Regions from separate parts of the Rattus norvegicus genome. Here region 1 is linked to region 2. A link is a contact called in public Hi-C data. All regions are on one chromosome and are shown on one strand. The core of a region is the stretch at or near the end of the contact, and the rest is flanking DNA. Distances in the headings are between cores, read along the strand shown. Region 1 overlaps Sh3rf1 (SH3 domain containing ring finger 1). Region 2 holds the start of Cbr4 (carbonyl reductase 4).

Region 1 (5,414 bases), core at 769-3,268, 110 kb after region 2:
ACTCACTGTGGTCTCCTTATTACCCAGTAGGGGGCCTGACAACTCAAGGGTATCAAAAATGTAGAAAATAACAGGACCAAGACATGAGGCTGGGGCAGTGCCCAGGTCTCTGCACCACCGTATTCCTGGCACGTGGCACATGAACCTACCCATGGAAAGAACCTGAAAGGCCATGGAACAATGAGTTTTCACTGGCAAAGACCTTCAGGGAGTAACAGAAGAGAAGGAGGGGCTCTCACCTTACTGTCCTTGTCTGGTTTCACAGCTGAACTGTTCCCACAGGCCGATGCAGCACTCTCAGGAGATGTGGGGAGTCCAGGGAGGATGGTCACTGTCCGACCACTGGGCTCCGTCTCCAAAGCAGCAGTGGTCATGTTTGGGGAGGCCAGAGAGGATGCCCCTGCAGCGCAGGCCAGGGGGACACTGGTTCGATTGATGTTGACGGCAGCAATGTGGGCAGCAGGACCTACCATTGGAGGCAGAGGTTGGGAGGCCAGAGAATGATGGGGCAGGCCTACAGATGCAGGACCGATGCAGGCTGCATTCTGGACCTGGATGGGAGTCACTGCTGCTGTGGGGCGCTCCTGGTTATGTGCTGCAACTGACAGGTGACAGGAGAAAATACAGAAAGGGTCAGTGGCCTAGTAAACACTCTTCCCAAAGTGTGAATCATAACGAGAGGCAGCTACTGCCATTATTGCAATAAAGAATGGGCGCAGGAGAGCCCAGCACACGTAAATCCTAGCTGGACCTCTGGATGCTACTTTCCTTCTGGGTGAGCAGTTGAGGCTACTGAGGACTTGGAAGATGTGCTGTCACCAGTCCCAAAGCCTTTAGTCATGAACAATAATTTCTCACAGCATTTGAGACATAGGGCCAGTTTCTGATGGCTCACCATGGCAACAAACCACGCCGGTCTTAAGTCCTTTACCTATTATACATTTTCTCTCTCTCTTCTCTCTTTGACTTCCCACTTCCCTTCACAATCTTTCTGATGGAATTCACATGTATTCAATTTACTCCACTGTTGTTACCCAAGACTCTTGGTAGGTTTTCAACGCTGCAGAATTAAGAAAGGCACTTGACTTCCCATCGAGTCTAAAATAGACCCGTGACTAGTTCATCAAAAATAACACTGCTTGGCTGAGAATCGTGCTACAGTCACACAGAACAGTGAGACTGGAGACAGGACCTTACCTGCAGAAATCATGTTTCAAGTACTCAACCACTCATATTCCTAGGATCTGATAAATTCTTCTTATACCTCAGGTCTATAGGCCTTGAACGAATGTTCATGGTGTGCTTATTCCAAACAAACAGCTCTAGAATGCCTGCAATGGTTTAGACAGAAGACGTCCCTTGAAGGGCCTCATGTGTTGAATGAAGGCTTGGTCAGAAGCTGCTGGTGGTCCTGAGGGGTGACTGGATTATAAGGGTGGCAATTTCATCATTGGGCTACTAGGAGGTGGGGCCTGTTAGAATAAACGGGTCACTGGGGCATATCTCGGAATATGTATCTTGTGCTGGTCCTTTCACTGTGTTTCATGGTCAACACAAATGTGGCATCTCTGCCCCACCACCTAGAATGCTCTCCATCAACCATGGACCTTCAGTGATAGGGTCTGGCTACCAAGTAATCCCTTTGTCACTCTTTGATTGTCTCTGCCAGGGGTGCCTACCACAGTGGTGAAGAAGTCCTGGCAACACAGTTTGGTTTGTAGTTTCTAGTTCAAGAGGGCAGTGATTATTTTAAATTCATACTTGCTTTTCTCGACACCTGTTGTCACCAACCTGCTTAGTCACCTAAGCCCATTCCTCATGCATTCCAGGCCTGTTCCCCTCTTACCTGTCCTCACAGCATTTCGGGCCTGGTTGACTGTCATCTGCCCAGTCATGTGCAGCAGGACCTTAGCCTGGGGACTTGTCTGGATATGAGCTGCTGACACCACAGCTGTGGGGACGACGCTGGGATTCCCAGCCACGCCATTTCCTTGGGGCTTCTGTGCAGGCCCTCCTGCGGTGGAAGGACTGACCATAGTCACCCCACGACTTGCCTGACCCGCTGTAGACATAGGGACTTTAGCTTGGGAGGCATTTGTCACCGCCCTGCCAAGACAGAAGCAGACGGAAAACCCAAGCCATCAGCAAAGAGGGAGACAGAACAATGAATGCAAGAAAAATGACTCGGAGCGTTAAAGCCTTTTAAAAAATGAATGGGATTATTTTTACAAGACTTTAAGAACAGAACATTCAAAGAAATGATGGCTGAGACAGAGAATTGTCTTGGAACCACTTGAGTCACCAAACCACACATTCTATCTACCTAGGAACGCAGTTATTAGGGTTAGCTTCCCATTCTGTGGCCACCCAGCTCCACGGAATTTCAAAGCCATGAATTTTCCTGCTTCATCCTGAGTAACACCCACCATTTGCATCGTACTGATCTTGCTTTGACTTTCTCAACCTGTCTCTAACATAGTACACAAGTGTCTGTGAACACAGTGATCTCTCTCTCTCTCTCTCTCTCTCTCTCTCTCACACACACTGCACACTCACAAAGGTACAACCACACACACACACACTGCACACTCACAAAGGTACAACCACACTCACACACATGCATACTCACAAAGGTACAACCACACTTACACACACTGTACACTCTCACACTCAGGCACACACATGTACACTCACACATTCACACAAAGTCACACACACACTCACACACACTGCACACTCACAAAGGTACAACAACCACACTCACACACATGCATACTCACAAAGGTACAACCACACTTACACACACTGTACACTCTCACACTCAGGCACACACATGTACACTCACACATTCACACAAAGTCACACACACACTCACACACACTGCACACTCACAAAGGTACAACAACCACACTCACACACATGCATACTCACAAAGGTACAACCACACTTACACACACTGTACACTCTCACACTCAGGCACACACATGTACACTCACACATTCACACAAAGTCACACACACACTCACACACACTGCACACTCACAAAGGTACAACAACCACACTCACACACATGCATACTCACAAAGGCACAACTACACTCACACAGACATGCACACTCACACACATACTCGCACACACACTGCACACTCACATTCAAGCACACACATTCACACACAAAGTCACATATACACACACACTGTACACACACACTACACACACACTGCACGCACACATCTGCATACTCACACACACAGACACACAGACACAGACATACAGACACACAGACACACAGACACACACACACACACACACACACACACACACACACACACACGGAATGGGCCCTTTGGCTTTTTTCTGATGACCTATCACCATCTCAAGTTCAAGACCCTGCACAGACCAGGTAATTTAAGAATCATCACCTTAAATTCAAGTTGCACCTTATGATTTAATTATTTCATGGAGATGGCTTTCTCCTTTCCAGTTTTATTCTCCATAAACTGAGTACAGCTCACCTCTTGATTACGGAATATGGTACGCTTTTATTTTAATTTTTTCGAGAATTTCGTATATGCGACAACATGCTTTTCCTCAACTCATTCCCTTCAATTCCTCCCCCTGTCTTCCCCATGCCTTTTCTCCCCCAGCTTCATGTGCTGCTGTTGCTTCTTTTGTTTAAGCCCACTGAGCCCACTGAGTACCTCCATTATGTGCATGGGTGTAGGGTCATGGACAGCCTCCAGGGTTTAGTCCTGAAGGAAACTGACTCTCATTCTTCTAGAAGCCATCACCTGCCAATGGCTCCTGAGCCCCTCGCCCACCCATGGTGTATCTGGGCTGGCTTGATTTGCATGCAGCCACAGAGCCACTGTGAGTCCATGCATGCAGTCGCGCTGTCATGCTCTGCACACACTGCCTTGCTGTAGACGCCCACTCCCAACATAAAAACCCTCTGGAGGTCAGGCCTGCACACAAGGGCCCTTCTCTTCTCCCATCAATGCCTCAGGTGTGGCAATGCAGTCAGCCCTAAACACCGACTTAGAGCTGAGTTTAATCATTTCATTTAAGAGGCAATTCTGCGTATAGCAAGTCTATAATTAATCTACAATTAATACTTTTTATCAAGATTATCTTTCCACAGTGGCGCTTTACAGAGCAGCTGCTGTAAGCAACCATTTCCCAGAGTTAAATGTGCAGACACTTAACAGTTTGATTCTGAATCTCTTGAAAAAAGTGATCTTTTAATTTCATTCTGCATTATTGTATTTCTCTTGTTTAATTATATACATATTTTATGATATATGTATTTATATATAAACACATTTTAATATATAAATAGGCATGTATAAATATATAAATACGCGCATACACACACACACACACACACACACACACACACACACACACACACACCAGGAAGGTTCTGGCTGCCATTTTCTGGATGTGTCAGATCCTGAGTGTATATTTTAACATGTACAGAAAAGATTTATATTGATTAAAAATTTGCAAGTCAAATTTAAGCTAACATTCTGTCACCATCTGCAACAATAGTGATTTTCATTTGATTAGGCTGCTGGCCAACCTATAAGTCAAGGACAACAGCTGACAAACATATCAGTTCATTAAGCCATTTGTTTAAAGCCAGGAGGTTAGAAGTGTGATTTAACATAGTTAGACCCTGAATTGCTTATTAAGAGTCAGTGATCAAAGTCGGGGTCAGTGTTAATGTCATTATAGGTCACTTCTTCCAGCTTGATAACCAGAAGGTACACTATCTTAAAAGAAAAATAGTTTTGTGTGCCTGGGAGTGTGTGCACGTGTACACCGCATGTATGTGATACACAAGTGAGAGTTTCTGAGCCTGAATGACATCTTGGCCACATTAATCCTTTTTGAGGGTGTCTTGGTTACCTTTGACTATCAACCTGGTACAGTGTCGCTTGAGGGACTGGCTTGTGGACGTATGTGTGTGGGTTCTTCCTCGTGTTTATTGAGGTCCAGACCACTGTGGGCAAACTATCCTGAGCACATGGTCCTGAGCTGTACCGAAAGATAACTCAGCTGACACCTGCCTACAAGCCAGCAAGCAGCATCCAGCATGGTGACTGCCAGACTTATTTACTGATGCCGTGTGGGGTAGCAGCCAGGCCTGCCTTCAAGGCTCCTCAATATAAAACTGTGGCTTGAGGCTGAGTTGCTTTTGGTCAGAGTATTTTATCACAGAGGCAGAATGGACAGAAGAGGCTCTCAGGGGAGGGCAGTCTCCTGCGTATGGCAGGACTCAGCAGAATCCCTGGCCTCCACTCACTGAATGCCAGAATCATCAACTGAGAAACTCAAAACTACGTCCGAATACTGGCAAATGGCTCATGAGGAGAAAAACTATCTTCATTTAGAATTCACTTACGGCATAT
Region 2 (4,905 bases), core at 747-3,246:
GTGTGTGTGTGTGTGTGTGTGTGTGTGTTTGGTTTTATTGTTGTTTGGTTTTGATTTTTCTACTCTGAGACAAAGTTTTTACTGTGTTGCCTGGACTGACTTCAAAACTCAGGCTCCTCTTGCCTCAGCCTGCCAAATGCTGGGATACAGTGGGTACATAAAATAAAACATTACCGAGACCTACCTTGAGCTTTAGGGTTTTTCTGAGTGGGAGATTGAGACACAAGGACTATGAGTACCCTGCTATCCACAATGCTGGCACTTGCTAGACTCAAGCAATCCTGGGTGAGACCTCCACCCTTAAGAAGAAATAAGCTTGGAAAGTTTAAAAATAAAAGTAGTCTGGGCCAGTAAGATGGCGCATTGGTTAAGGGCACTTTCCACTAAGCCTGACATCTGGGTTGAACCTTGGAGACTCATATGGAAGGAAAGAACAAACTGTTCTGACTTCCATGTGTACACAATGGCATATAGGTACCCGTCCAACCAAAAAATAAGTGACTTTTAAAATGGTAATAAAATCTGGGCATGATAACTAATGTATACCTGCAGTCTCGGCATTCAGACAGGAGATTACTACTGTAAGCTTGTGGTCAGTGTAGGCAGAGAGGTGGCTCAGTAGAACTCCCTGATCCCTATCACCATACGCAGGAAATTAGACTTCAAAGGAAAAGTACTGTGTATTTAATAAGCTACCATGTTACCACACATGCTCCTCAATTTATGATAGGGATACACCAAGATGAACCAACTACATGTTGGAGAGTGGAAGAACAGGTGACTAACTAGTCCACAGGGCAAGGTGGACTATCAGTTGTCTGGCAAACTGGAAGCAGTGCTGACTAGGTGCTGAGGCTTTGCACCAGCATGAACAGATGTGCTCCCCTGTGTTCCCGATGCTGAGGAGGCACAGACCAGATCTTGACCTAAGGGAAGCCTAAACTGCATAGTAAGACCCCCTGTACCCGGGAAAACTGGATACTACACTGCAGGTTCAAAGGGTACTCTGTCCTAAAGATGTCACTGTTGCACCACAGTAAGGTCATCTCAGCAACATGGAGATTGAGACACCAGAATCACAAGTTCAAAGCCAGTGTGAGTTACATATCAAGGCTATTTTCATATAAGTAAAGAAATACAGCAGGCACCAGACACACTTAGACCTATAATAGGCCCAATGCTTTCCTGATAGTGATGTGTATTTTTCTCCATTCTTCCATGTTGCCTTCTCCAACTGAGACTTAAACTTGCAATTCAATGACTAATATCCGTTGATAACCAGTGGGGAGGGGGCACCTGGAATTGAAATACAATAAAAGGGTCTGGGAAAACAAATTAGTAACTTATTAAAGTCATTAATGAGCTTGGGAAAGCCACCCTGACCTATCAAGAGCTTCTCTTTGAAATACTGTCGTGTGCCTTCACAAAGGGCAAGAGCTCTCAGCAAAATGCAACCTAGCCATTTGTACCTGACGTCTCTCCTTTCAGTATAATCGCATTATTCACTCTCTCCTACCAGAGGCCTGAGCAAAGCGTCTCTCAATATCAGCTCTGGCCTCGAGGAAGACAGCTATTTGTTAGGGGTCCTCAGAGTCTGCCTGGAGTAGGCGAGAGCCGCAGTGAGGGCTTGGTCATGGGGCACGAAAGATCTGGGGCGCAGACTGGAATACACGGACAGTAGCCCGGGGCCCATGGACTGGAGTTCAAGCACTTAAACTTGGCCTCGCAGCGGGGACCCTTCCGGTACCTACCGCCGAGCTCGCTCGCAGTGGCTTTGGCCACTTCCAAGTTTCTGGCGACGATCGCCAGGCGGTAACCCTTCTGGGCCATTAGCTGGGCTACAGCCTTGCCGATGCCCCGGGAGCCTCCAAAAACCGCACAGACTTTGTCCATCTTGGACCTCGGACCGGCAAGATGGATCCCTAAGACACAGAACTTATAATAAAGGCACAACAACTGGAAAAACAATTCAACAAGCTCTTTGGACAACCGACCCGGGCCACAGAACAAGGCGCAAGAATTAGACGTCGGTGTACATGGACTCTTGTAAGGTTGCATTGCATGCTGGGACTTGTAGTCCTTGCTCGCTTGAGCCTGTGAGCATTTCAGTAACTGTAGCTGACTGCCTATTCCTATGCCTGGTTAGTTGGCACCAAGGAACAAAGGACCAATCCTCTGTTCAGAGATAATAGGGTTGCTAAAATGGTGGACTTTCCAGGAAAAACCAGAGTTAGCAATCACATTATGTCCTTCTGAGTGTGGACTTGTCCTGGCTCACCCACATTTTTTACTGCAGACAAAACCTGTTCAAGTGTAAAGTGGTCTCCCAAGTTACTGTAGACATTGGCTTTGCACTGCAATATTATTATGAGGGTAGATGTCCTGTCAAAGAACACAGCCCCGTGTGCTGCCTCAGGCCTGTACACCCAGCACTCAGAAGGTCGAGGCAGAGGAATCACTGAGAGTTCAAGGCCAACCTGGTCTAGAGAATGGGATCCTGTCTCTAAGAAAGCAACAAAGAAAGAACACTGCACAGTAAATGTTTGTGCTCCTCTTTTTGAGGAAGAGACCTGCTATGTTACCCGGGCTGGCCTAGTGCTTACTATATAGCCCAGGCTGACCTCAGATTCTCAATGATTTTTCTCCCTCAGACTCCAGAGTGCTGCTGGCATGTACAGGCATGGGCCTCCACACTCTTTGACTGATCAGAATAGCCTGAAGATTAAAGAGCAAGCTTAGATCGTTATTGCCAGTACTGGGTTCCTGTACTCCAAAATAAGATGTTTTGAGTGCTTTAAAACCAAAAAAAGGTTAGCTGGATGCGGTGGTGCACACCTTTAATCCCAGCACTAGGGAGGCAGAAGTATGCCATTTTCTTGAGTTGAAGGCCAAAGTCTAGGTCTAGAGAGAGTTCCAGAACAGCCAGGGCTACACAGAGAACTCTGTCTCAACAGTCCCTCCCCTCCCTCCACCAAAGGCATCATTAGTTACCATTCTAGTGTAAAGAGAGCATTTCTTGACAGAATATTTAGTGTATTAAATAAAGAAAATATAGACCATGCCCCCTGGGGGGGCAGGGGAGATTCTGGGACAACCGGACTAATTCACATAAAACATTAGTGGGCTAAATTGTTAAGTAAAGTACACCAGAAATCAAAAAGGCCAGCGAGGACTGAAGGCGTGGAAATCTGGCAAAGCTGGGTCTAAGAATTGATTTGTAAATGGGAGGAAGGGAGCTACCATGGAAGTTGAGCATTAATTTTAAAGTTTTTATTTTTCTTCTGCCTAAATCTGAAAAGGCTTTAAAATGGCTGAAAAATAAATACATGAGTTGTTTTCCAAGTGTTCTGTTTAATTGTGTTCTTATTTAGATGAGGTCTTGTCAGGTAGCCAAACTGGCCTCAAACTCATTGTAGTCTTGCCTGAGCCTAGTAAGTGCTGCAACTCAGTAGGTTTGAGATATATGTGTGTGTGTGCGCGCGCGCGCGCGCGTGTGTGTGTGTGTGTGTGTGTGTGTGTGTGTGTGTGCGTGTGAGGCTGTGTGTGTGAGGCTGTGTGTGTGAGGCTGTGTGTGTGTGAGGCTGTGTGTGTGAGGCTGTGTGTGTGAGGCTGTGTGTGTGTGTGACTGTGTGTGTCTGTCTGTGTGCGTGTGTGTGTGACTGTATGTATGTGTGTGAGGCTGTGTGCGTGTGTGTGTGTGTATGAGGCTGTATGTGTGGTGTATGTGTGTGTGTGTGAGTGTGTGTGTGTGTGAGGCTGTGTGTGTGAGGCTGTGTGTGTGTGTGAGGCTGTGTGTGTGTGACTGTGTGTGTGTGTACGTGAGGCTGTGTGCGTGTGTGTGTATGAGGCTGTATGTGTGGTGTATGTGTGTGTGTGTGAGGCTGTGTGTGTGAGGCTGTGTGTGTGTGTGAGGCTGTGTGTGTGTGACTGTGTGTGTGTGTGTATGTGAGGCTGTGTGCGTGTGTGTGTATGAGGCTGTATGTGTGGTGTATGTGTGTGTGTGTGAGTGTGTGTGAGTGTGTGTGTGTGAGGCTGTGTGTGTGTGTGAGGCTGTATGCGTGTGTGTGTATGAGGCTGTATGTGTGGTGTATGTGTGTGTGTGAGTGTGTGTGAGTGTGTGTGTGTGTGAGGCTGTGTGTGTGTCTGTGTGTGTCTGTCTGTGTGCGTGTGTGTGTGTGAGGCTGTGTGTGTGTGACTGTGTGTGTGTGTGTGTGTATGTGAGGCTGTGTGTGTGTGGCTGTGTGTGTGGCTGTGTATGTGGCTGTGTGTGTGTGTGTATGTATGTGTATATATATGTATATGTATATATGTATGTGTATACATGTATATGTATATATGCATGTGTATGTGTATGAATATCATACATATGTATGTATGTATGTATAAAATGCTTATTTTTTCAAGATTTCGTCCATACATATACTCATTCACTCTTAATGTTGCCCTCAAACTCCTTCCAAAAAACAACCAATATTCTCAACTTCATATATGTATGTGTGTATTTCCATAAAATATTTATAAATATATTTTATATTATGTATAATATAGGGCGTTATAGTATATGTAATATATTATATATTCATGTAGTATATATTATACATATACTCCATGGACTTGTGCTGTTCATATATGTGTGGTGTGGAATCATCCACTGGCACATGGTCAAACTACCAGAAATCAGTCCATTGAAGAGAACTAACTCTCTCTTCCTAGCAACTACCAATTGTCAATAGCTCCCCAGCTGGGGGGTGCTCATGTGCCCCTTCCCCAACCATGCTGGAATGCTGACCAGGTTAATCTTATGTGACTCTTGTGCAGGCAACCACGGCTATTGTGAACACAGCAGTCCAGTCAGTCCAGAGGGCGCTGTTTTACCCCATCTTCTTCTGACCTTACAATCATACT

What was found. A called contact is a pair of places that touch in the nucleus more often than the background predicts.
Region 1: a Hi-C map of Schwann cells shows a contact between it and region 2, with 3 times the contacts expected there. The contact joins the enhancer-like site here to the promoter of Cbr4 in region 2. A contact is called at or near these places in 6 of 12 Hi-C or Micro-C datasets (the A7r5 cell line, Schwann cells, hepatocytes and 3 more).

Annotation. Positions count from the first base shown.
Region 1 is chr16:33,768,168-33,773,581 of GRCr8, forward strand. It overlaps Sh3rf1 (SH3 domain containing ring finger 1), which reads right to left. Exons shown (of 12, transcript NM_198764.2): 9 at 1,847-2,106; 10 at 240-601. Among named protein-coding and RNA genes, the nearest start is that of Cbr4, 110 kb to the left of the region's middle. Within about 2 kb of position 2,019, at least 1 of the 93 cell types and tissues checked has an H3K27ac peak or open chromatin away from gene starts, as enhancers often do. A contact at or near this core is called in Schwann cells, where this site is marked.
Region 2 is chr16:33,654,576-33,659,480 of GRCr8, forward strand. Cbr4 (carbonyl reductase 4) reads right to left here and starts at 1,997. Exons shown (of 5, transcript NM_182672.2): 1 at 1,752-1,997. The coding sequence starts at 1,893.